Regions from separate parts of the Zea mays genome. Here region 2 is linked to region 1. A link is a contact called in public Hi-C data. All regions are on one chromosome and are shown on one strand. The core of a region is the stretch at or near the end of the contact, and the rest is flanking DNA. Distances in the headings are between cores, read along the strand shown.

Evidence for each region. A called contact is a pair of places that touch in the nucleus more often than the background predicts.
Region 2: a contact with region 1 is called in a Hi-C map of tassel, with 2.2 times the contacts expected there. The contact joins the promoter of LOC103639369 here to the promoter of LOC100193815 in region 1. A contact is called at or near these places in 3 of 25 Hi-C or Micro-C datasets (ear, tassel and an unstated tissue).

The regions. Positions count from the first base shown.
Region 1 is chr9:148,882,844-148,888,159 of Zm-B73-REFERENCE-NAM-5.0, reverse strand. LOC100193815 reads right to left here and starts at 1,367. Exons shown (of 2, transcript NM_001138898.1): 1 at 799-1,367; 2 at 1-16. The coding sequence starts at 1,185.
Region 2 is chr9:149,078,729-149,084,209 of Zm-B73-REFERENCE-NAM-5.0, reverse strand. It overlaps LOC103639369, which reads right to left and starts at 3,180. Exons shown (of 1, transcript XM_008662124.3): 1 at 1,904-3,180. The coding sequence starts at 3,089. The coding sequence ends at 2,112.

The sequences.
Region 1 (5,316 bases), core at 118-2,617:
CCTGGAGATTCACCACCTGGGGATCCAAAGGCCGGACGTACGTGACATTATTCATGCACCAACAGTAAATTGTTACGTGCAAACTTGCAACCACCGAAGCATGTAATTTAATATGGAAAAAAAAGACACATCAGACGGATGCAAATATGCGATCGAAATGAAAGGTGTGTCAAAGGTCGATCCCAGGCGTCCACGATTGGCAAAAAAGAAAGAATGAAAGAATGCAAGCTTGGATCAGATTGGTGCAGGTGCTATTCTTTTCCACTTCTTGGAAGGTTTTTGTTGTGCAGAGACCACGGAGGAAGGGATCCGAGATCGACGGCCCGGATATATAGATGCGACGGATGGGAGGTGCATATCAATCACCGCGGGGCCGGCGGGCGCAGGCAGCTGGCCTCCCGGATTAGCGCTTGGCGTGCTTCTTTTTGCGCTGCCGTTGCTTGGCTTGGCAGTGTTGATTTCCTCATGAAAGGGGGTGGGGTGAGGGGACTTGAGACTTGCCTTCCTCGAGAAAGAAACGCGCCGCTCCGGAATCTTATCTCAGAGAGACGGCGGCGGATTCAGAAAAGACCCAGATCCACACGCGAATACGAAGGCGAGATCATGCAGGCCTGGCATAGCTAAGTAGGCATCCATGGCCGATCGATCCATGCATGCATGCCAAGCTAGTTTTGCGAGCTGGTAGTATAAGGCATCCGTGGATGGATGGATGGATGGATCGAATCCAATACTACTAGAACGAACCTAGCAGCTGCTAGCTAGCTAGTATAGTAATAGTATTACTACGTTCATACGTACCTGCTGCTGGAGCGCGAAGATGTGTGCGACGCAGCCGTAGACGGGGTCACGGAGCCGCGCCTGGGCCTCGTAGCAGATGGTGACGACGGCGTCGAGGCGCTTGTGCGGCGGGATCTGGAGCAGCAGCTTGGACACGTTGCTGGCGCCGAACACCTTGTGCACGGCCGCGAAGTGCGCCGCGCCCTGCTCCGAGTCGAAGTAGGGCGCGAAGATGCAGCCGCTGACGCACTTGCGCCGGAGGAACTTGCACGCGCCGCAGGGCCCGCCGGCGCCGCCGCCGCCGCCGCCGCCGATTACTCCAGCTCCAGAGCCTCCGCTGCCGCTGCCGCTGCCGCTCGGGCCCCCACCGCCGAGCGTGCTGGCGCCGGCGCCGCCTCCAGCGCTCATTGCCCCTCAGGTGCGCCGGCGCTAGCTGCCCTGGAGGACGGACGACTACCTTTTTTATCTATCTCGATCCTTTTCCCTCCGTGGCACTGCGACCCTGCTGTGGTCCAGTGGCCGGGGGTTGGGCTTATACTAGTTATAGGCCGGGATAAACAATGGCGAGGGCAACTGGGGAAGGGAAGGCAAGGCAGAGAGAGAGGGAGCGAGAGAGGGGAGGGGAGGAGGAGGAGGAAGAATGGGGAAGGGCAACGAGCCCTGATAATATAGATAGAAGCGGAGCGAGGGCATATCTGTAAACATGGAAAAAGACTCTCTCTCTCTCTCTCTATCTGGTGTTTGTCACAGCTACATTTCCGTTTAATTTTCTCCCCGTTTCTCTTTTTATCAGTTGCTTCTTCCATATAAGCATATATTCTCCTCGAAGTGGCTCTACAACAAGCCAGGCTTAATTTACATATATGTAGCCGCGCGCCTTGTTTTCGTGGTATATTGATATATGATAAGACTTTAAAGGCACGGCATGGAGGAAGAAGCGCGCAGCTAGCTAGCTGCTGCAGCCGCTTCTGGTACCACCACCACCCTCGATCTCTCTTTCCCTTTCTGCATCTTTCGCTCTCTCAACAGGGCTAGCTAGCTAGAGGATTGCGTGAAGCAAACACGTATGCTCGCGAGAGCTAGCGAGCACCTCTCTATCGATCGATCGTCCAACGCGCACGAAGAGAAGCTACTGCTACGTACTACTAGAGCCGGCAGCAATTATTTTATTAACCTCACTGTCTAGCTAGAAGAAAGAAAAAACATTCATTCTGGATGACTATACTGACTCGGTGTGCATGCGATGGGCCGGGCCGGCTCCTGCTCGCGGTCGCTAACCACGAGCGACCGCGCCTCCTCCTGCTGCTGCCGAGCCGAGGCCCGAGGGGTCTCTCTCACACACATTCCGCTGCATGCAATGCAACTAACAGTGTCTAGTCCTCCCACGTGATCCTTACATGACATCCCTTTCCCACACTCCACGCACGCCATATGTGTGCGCTTTTATTGCGCGCGCGCCCACCGGCCACCGATCGACGGACGGATCGAGCTCTCGCTGGCCGCGCGCGCTCCTGCTGCTCCCCGTCCGCCGCTGGGCCATGAGATTGCGATGCGGCCTGGTAGCTACTAGCTAGCATGGCAGTGGCAGTGGCAGCCGGCAGCCCGGGCGGGCGCGCTTGACGTTTCGGTCAAAGACTTGGCCGCCGCCCGGCACGCACGCAGTCGGTCGGGCACTGTTCGCTCGTTCCGCCCCGCCACGCACGTAGGAGAGTATAGGACTGATCTGATCGCTCGATGCTGCTGCATGCCGGACGACCTGCTGCTAGTGCTAGGCTAGCTGCATCGACCTGCACTGCACCACACGGAGGCTAGCAACGAAAGTACGTACGTACGTCCGCCACGTCCGACTGTAATGTCAGCCGTCGCCTGTGTCACAAGATCTGTTTTTTTTTTTCATTTCCCTTTCTTTGTTTATCTTTGTATCTACGACGACGTTGCAGGCTGGTGATGAACACGGAAAATTAAATGGTCATATATATTACTGATGGTCCGAACGTGTCGTCGTATATCTGATGCAAATATACTTAAGAGATGTGTATACGCATATATATACGCGCATATCGTTGTCTTTCGGCAGGTGTCTTCGCGTATACATATATATGTACGCAGACAAGCTTTTCCGGTCCCCGGCCCTTTTCCCCTCTGATGCATATCCATATAGTACATACCAACGCAATGAAAAGAACGTGGTGACCACGCGCTCCGACGATCTCACACACCCCCGTTGGCCGTTTCACCCTTTCTCGTTCCACAAAGCCGTAGATTCCGAGGACGCTATAGCGCCCAAAACGACCGCCGTCGATCGATGCGTGCTGCATCACGCAGACGCAGGCAGCCAGGAAGTTTAAGCGCGTCGTACGTCGGCACTTCGGGCGGTTTTCCTACGTACAAACCCTGCGAGACACGGATCTCAGAGCGAGCCAGGTCGGTCTACAGTCTACTACCTGGCATGCATGCATCTTCCGCATCTTCTCTTGGACGGACAAATTAAAAGCACGGAAGAGCTCAGCAGCTTTACACCCAAAGACTTAGGCTCTGTTCGTTTCCGTCGGATTGGTGGATCGGAACGATTCCTAGCCGGATCACTTCTCTAATTTATATAAACTTTGATGAGCTGGAACGATTCCGGGTGTAATCCGACGTAAACGAACAAGGCCTTAGGAAGAACAAAACTGTGTGGATGCGCCGGCCGAAACGGAAAACGTTTCGTGAGCACTGTGTCGACAAGCAACCGCGCGCGTCAACGGTAATCTCTCGCTCGCTGCTACTCGCCGCCTACTATATGGCGTGGGCTCGTCATCAAGCAAGACCTGCAGAGACGCGTGGTCACGCGAGCTAGATCGCGTGGTCGATGCATGCATGAGCTAGCTCATGGCACACTCAAATTAAAACAGCTGCTGACGAATCACGCAAGTAATAAATAAAGCTACTAGTAGCTAATATAATTAACGACGACTCAAGCATTCGGTCGGTCTATAGCCACTGCACGACGTTGCTCTCTTTGTATATATACATACATGTACAAAAAACAGTGTATATATGTCGCGTCGTCTGCCTATTATTTGCACTATTTTTATTTACGCGGGACGAGAGAAAAAAAATGCTGCGCTCGCGCGCGGCGGATCGGACGTACGACACTGCTGCCTGTGCTGATCCTGCTTCCGGTTCCGGTCGTCCTAGACCATGCATGGAGAAAGAAACTGCAGGAAACGACGGAACGACACGGCTAGCTAGCAGCCTCCACGAAAACAGGGAGCGATGATAGATGCTCGTAAAGGCTGCTGCCAGCTTGTAACGTTTGCTCTCTCTCGTTCGTTCGTCTGCAGGCCGGCCTCGACAATCCATGTGATGTCAGGTGCTACCTTAGAACAGGGGGGGTACTCGCGGCCAAAATGTCGTTTATGTGTGTATGTGTAGATGTAGTGGCGGCCGGCCGGAGTAAATTGTCACCAGCAAATATAATGAAGATCGATCGATCGACCTGCCATTTATACAAGGAACAATTGGATCTATACCATTAAAAGATCCAAACTTTAGATATATACCATGAACCCCACATGTCATTGACTCATGTGGACCCACATGTAAGTGAGATAGTAATGGTATGGATCCAAAGTGGTGATCTTTTAATGGTATGGATCCAAATTTCCCTTTATACAATATCCAAAGTACTCAATTAATTACTACTACTACGAAATCTCACCTACAGTAAGTAATTACGACAATCTCTTTTTTTTTTTTTTTTTGCAGACCCGCGTTTGTTACCCTGTCCTTTCACTCATAAGTATCGCTCGCTTCCATTTGCTTCCATTGAGGTATAGGCCACCACGCGGGGTACGCAGAGAGCTGACACGTCCACTTGATTGCGTGACGAGGAGAGGTACCTAGCTAGCTAGCTAGACACCTAGGGATGACCATGTCCATAATGGGCAAGTCAAGTCAATGAAGTTCTAACATGTACTACTGGTGACTGAGCAGTGACTTCGAGGGCCGGGGTCATTTCAGTTTTCATAATTCATGCTCCTCCTCTATCGAAATACATGTGCATTTTTATTATCCAAGAGTATTTTTAAAAAATTTAACTAAAAATTAACTAACTGTATTGTTTTTTTATATTCACTATATGTAATAACTGTTTGTTATATAGATTATAGAATATATTCCTATAATAAACTTATTTGGAGGCACACGTATCGACAATGTTTTTATGTAAATGGTTGATTTTTTTAAAAAAACTATAGCTGCTACATGCATATATATATTTAATTGACCGTGTAGCCCGTTTAATGATCTATTTAGCATGAGTAATGGCTAAAGTGTAGGTGACCGAACTGCTTACCGTTTACCGTTTAGAAATATATTTTTTTAATTACAGTTATTAGAAACAAAATTGGGTTCTTTAAGAACAAATCATAATTTTAAATTTGTGCCGCCTGCAGGGCATCTTCCCCAGGTGCAGAAACAAACTGGATCTATCATGTATCACTGAAGTCTTAATAGATGCATGTATCAATAATGTAACTCAGGTCCAACTGTCAC
Region 2 (5,481 bases), core at 1,931-4,430, 190 kb before region 1:
ATGTAATTATTTATTTTGTATAGAACTCATGTTATATAGTAAAGATGTGACATTCGATCATGTGCCATGATTCATCATATGTGTGAGACTTGGTCCCAGCACACCTGGTGATTATGTTCGCGCCCGGGTCTTGGTGCCCCAAAACCCGGGTGTGACAAGTTCAAACCTCTCTCTATATTGTGTGTGTGTTTACAACCATGTTGACACCTGATCTAGTGGTCTTAGGCATATATCCCTCTCTTTCACTGATTTTCTCTAGTATAGTGGTGTCATATACCGAAGGCATACTCCTATGTCCTTTATGTCCTGCATGTGATTCGGGTTTCATGCTTAAGTTAGAATAACTCGTGTCTAGTGATGAGACAAGATCCAATTCTAAGATGTATTGGGTCTAATTGCTATCTACAAACATGTTCGGTAGTGAAGATAAATAATATATATTAGTTACGCCTCTTAAAATGCTAAGGAGACCTAATACTTCATATCAATCAACAATAATTTATTTATTTACTATACCTTCATAATCCATAATTTGATATTGTTTTTTAACCAGAACAAAAAATATTTGGTCTTCATCAAATTTTATAAATTGATTTTATTTAATAAATATCAATGCAAAGGCATGAACACAATAAAAAACTATATAAGGTTATAAAAATGTCATAAAATCATTTTTTGTTGTCTAAATTGACAACAATTTAACTAAAACTTAAAGGTTTACAAAAATGTTAAATCAGTTACATTGTTAGTGAAAAATTTGTTAATAAAAAATAATTTTTTTTGTTGTGACATTTTTCGAGTAAAAAAGGTGTTAAACATAACCTTTAGATCCTTCTGTACAAGATTATTCTTCGGTGTCAATATATTTGTGGTGAATTTTCTAGGGTTCTTGGACCAAGTCCCCAATAAAACCCCATTCAAATATTAATTTCTAGAATTCAAAATAAACCCTTCAGTCTTCCATATTCCATGGGAACCAATACAACTAAGGTGAATTAACCGTGAAATTTTAGAGCAAGTTCAAATGAAATTCAAGTAAGTTATTTTTAAACAAAATCATATAGAAAAACAAATTTATCATCTATCATCACAATGGGCTGAAACTTACTAGGCCTATTTTGATTTTTTTTTCTTTAAAGGCAAGCTTCGCTTCTAGACCTCTTTGCTTTCTCCACCTCAGCCGATGATGGCCCAGTGCCTCCTTCCCTTTCCCTTTTACTGTAGTCTGCAGCCTGCCCTATTTTTCTCCCTCTCAATCCGATAAAATTAGATAAGTTTTGAGCGTATTTATTCTGATAGTATATTTATCTTAGATTATAGATATTAATATATTTTCCTATAAATAGATTTGAGTTAGGACAAGACAAAAACTATTTACAATATGAAATGGAATGAGTAATAATTTTGTGGTAATTTTTTTTGCCTTTTCGATAAAAAGGTTCCGGCTTTTAGGTGTAAGGGGTGGAAGGGAAAAGCTCATCACCAGGGAGAACAGGAGAAGAAGCCACACGAAGACCACCAGGATCAAAATATGTGGTTCAAAAATCCAATGTTTTCATTCCTCCAAACACTTTTTAGATAATAAAACTGTTGGCACATTTTTCGGGCGTCAAACACTAAGAACCGGCGGCAGTGCTCTTTGTTTAGGCGTGGACGGTACGAAGCCAGGGGCCGGACGGTCCGTGACCTGGCGTAAAGCTAGAGTTCCTTGACTGACGACCGGACGGTCCGTGCCTGCAGGCCGGACTGTCCGTGCATGCGCAGGGGCGGCGGAAGTTGCCGGCGGTGCTTGAATCTTGCTCCGAGAGGGACCCCGTCGGAAAGGAGAGATCCTATAAGATGCCTAGAGCGCGCGGATCGGGCCGGACGGTCCGGCGCTCAGTTTGGTGCTCAACTGAAACACTAGTGTAACATAGATGACTTTGTTTTTTTAGCTGAGCTTTCTAACAAACAATTTGCAGTCTCAAGATTAGACTACAACGACAATACCCCACTGACATCACCAAACAAGAACCACCCCCAAACACAATACATCTACCGGCTTCTTGTGCCGGAGATAATAACAAGAGTTTAGCACACCACAACCGTTTGCACGCTGGCATGTCTCGAACTCAGAGGCCCAGACCCATGGCGACGGCAACGCTGAGACCCAAAGCAACCGAGTTCCCCACCAGGCTGCATCCATGCTTGAGCGCCCCACTGTCGTACGGGCTGTTGTCCACCAGCGGCTGGTTGCCGAATCCGAACGTCTGCCCCACATCCTGCACGGTCTGTCCCTGCCCCGCGGCGGCGGCGGCGGCGCCACCGAACTGATCGGCTTCCTGAGGTAGCGGCGCCAGTGGCAACGACTCGGGCTGCGGCAAAGGCGCCGCAAGCGGTGCCTCGGGTTGCGCCGCGCCGCCAGCACCAACACCGACTCCGACTCCGACGCCGTTGCCGTAAGCGTCTCCCTGTCCAAACGGCAGGTCGCTGCTCCCGTGGCCTATCGGTTCGGCGAACGGGGGCAGAGCGGAGGCGAGGCCGGGCGAGCCGGGCATCCCGCAGCGCTGCGCGGCGCGCGGCTCGTCGCTGGCCTTCCACGCCAGCTCGCCGCCCTTGTCGAGGATGCGCATGTCGCCCTGGTCCACCAGCTGCAGCGTCTGCAGGAAGTTCTGGTCGTCGGACTGCGCGTCGTGGGTGTGCCACACCGAGGTGCTCCCGTCGAACACCTCCAGGCCGTTCCACGAGAACACGAGCGCGCACGTGTTCACGGTGCTCACGGCCATGCACTCCGACTCCCACACGCTCCGGCCCTCGGCGCCCGGCGCCGTCGTGTCGAGCACCTCGACGTAGCAGAAGTCGGCGCCCAGGCCTCCGGCGCCCGGCTCGGTCTGGCTGCGCATGAAGTACGCCGCGTACTTCCCCGACGGCGACGTCAGGAACAGCACGGGGTTCTCGTCCCAGTGCGGCGGGATGCTCGCCAGGATCTGCTGCTTGGTCACGCGCCGTATCGTGCCGGCCGGGGCCGTCGCCGTGGCGTGGCACGGGAGCAGAAAGGCTAACGCGAGACACACGACAACCTGCGGCGGAACGCTGAGCTGCATCTGCATGGCTGCTGGTTTGGGTCTCGCCACTCGCGGCGTGTGCCTGTGCGCTGCTCTCTGCAGGTGGAGCTGGAAGGGCTCTGTGTGTTTTGTGCTTGTGCATGGACTGGCGACCTGGCGTGTCATTTATATAGACATATAGTTAGAGATACCGATGGAGTGGTAGAGCGTGATGATGGTGTAAAGGCAACGTTGAGTGGTTGACGATACCGGCTCCAATGTTCCATTAGGAGATTAGGAAAGAAAGCGAGCACAGGACTTTGCTAGGGGATTTGTTATGCTATTGGGGTTGACCGGCGTGCGACGTGCATCAGCTGGTCGATGAGGATTATGAGCCATACACATTGATTTGAATCGATTGAACACAGGATCAGGCTGAGCATTTCAGTGTTTGCTCTTGATGCAACGCAGAGTATGTCGTGCTGGTCAACTTCACTTGAAGTTGTTTATCCTTCAACTTAGCTAATCCACCGATAGTTCAAATTCGATTTATCATGTCGAAAAGCGCACGTTAAAGTCTGAACAGCCTGCTCATTTTTTTTTATTTCTGTTCGAGGCAACAAAATAAGAACCATCGAGCAACTTTGATTCTCCAAGGCCCATGTAACATTGGTAGTTTTAGTGGTCTTGGGCTGGAGGAATATTGAAACCCTTCCGGTTCTTTGCGATAGCAGTTTCGGCCACTTTAAATGTTTGCGTCCCAGCGATGAGCCCAGGGCCCGGCCTAGACAGGAATAAAATCATTTCTTTCCTGTACAAAATAAGCAGAAGAATTTTTTTACTACACCAATATAGAAATAAAAGCGCACTTCCTGTATATTTCACATACATGAGTTTGTTATTGTTGTTTAGGCAATAAGTAATTTTACCATTGTTTGACTACAGAAATATAAATTATCTCTTATGTTTTTTTTAATTTACTAGTTAGTTATACAATATTCTTGTTAAAATAACATAAAAATTAAGGCAACTAAAATATAGCAAGAGCATCTCCAACAATGCCTCAAACTCGTGCCTCAAATTGAAATATAGGGTTCTATATAGAAAAAACTACTCCAACGGTACGTTATTTTATAAATTTTGGTCCAAAAATTATAGGACACACTCAAGTGTCTCAAATATAATCTAAATTTAGGGCTTTATCATTGGAGTAGAATATTTTGTTGTTATCCTAAATTCAATAAAATTTACTCATTTTTAAATTATAGAGCGTTTTTTAGGCCACGCTATTGGAGATGCTCTAATAACTCTCAAAAAAACGATGTTTACATGGTGCGCCATGCCAAGCATGTGGAGCAAGTGAGGTATGATATAGATATACCGCCACTAATGCCCTGTTTGGGACAACTCTTGCTCCAGAAAAATTGGTGAAGTTGGTGAAACAAATCATTAGATGCTCCAGAAAATCGTGGAGCTAAAGATGTAAGCCTTTAGAAGAAATTTAGATAACTTATTTTACTTATTACTTAAATTAAAAATATTTTTAAATTTATTTAAATTGATATAATAAACTATAGCTCTACTTGAGCTGGAACCTAGGGCCATCCCAAACACTTCCTAAGATGACCTAAGACTAAGAGCATCTCAAAGAATTCTAAAAACCAACTCCAATCTTGATTTTTTGGTAACATGGAATAAAACCTCTGTGCAACTCTCAGTTTTTCAGCAATTAGGAAAATTGGTCCAACTGCACATAAATATACGCATGCTAATACAAATACACAATAGATAGATAAAGTATAAAAAACCTAAGATGATGTGAAAACAGTCCAAAATTCTATTAGAAGTGAGATATGGAAATTAGTTTAACAAATATAGTTTTTAGCGACTTGAAAAACTCATTAACTACCAAGATTAGAGTATCTCCAATAGTTACTAAAAGGCTAAATTTTAGTTACCTCTGTTTGGATCAACGGACTAAAACAGTTACAGAGTATTATACCATCTGATTAGTTAGGTGAGTGAATTTGGCCTGGCTGGTGCTAACTTGGCCCGCTGGGAACGGAACGTGCTCTGCGTATCTACGCATACAACAAGAGAGATGTTTTTGAACTGCACTTGCAGCTGCGGGTGCAGCTTTGGCTGAGCTTACACAGGCAACCAAACAAGAGCTGTGGCATAGTCAACGCACGCGAAGAGTCTGGATGGGCAGGCACAGACAACCAATCATGCTGATAGTAATTTATGCTGACACCAAGACAAAAAAATATCCTCATATAATTAAAGTTGCATGCTCGGCCCCATCCCATGCATGGCTGCATGTATGCCCGGTCGAGGTGGGCTAAGGCTGCCTCCAGCAAGGGCCTGTATACGGTTCTGAACTCTAAATATAGAGATTTAGAGGATCCTTTTTGTGTCCAGCAGCAGCCTGTAAAGCGTACTCTAAAATAGAGGAGCA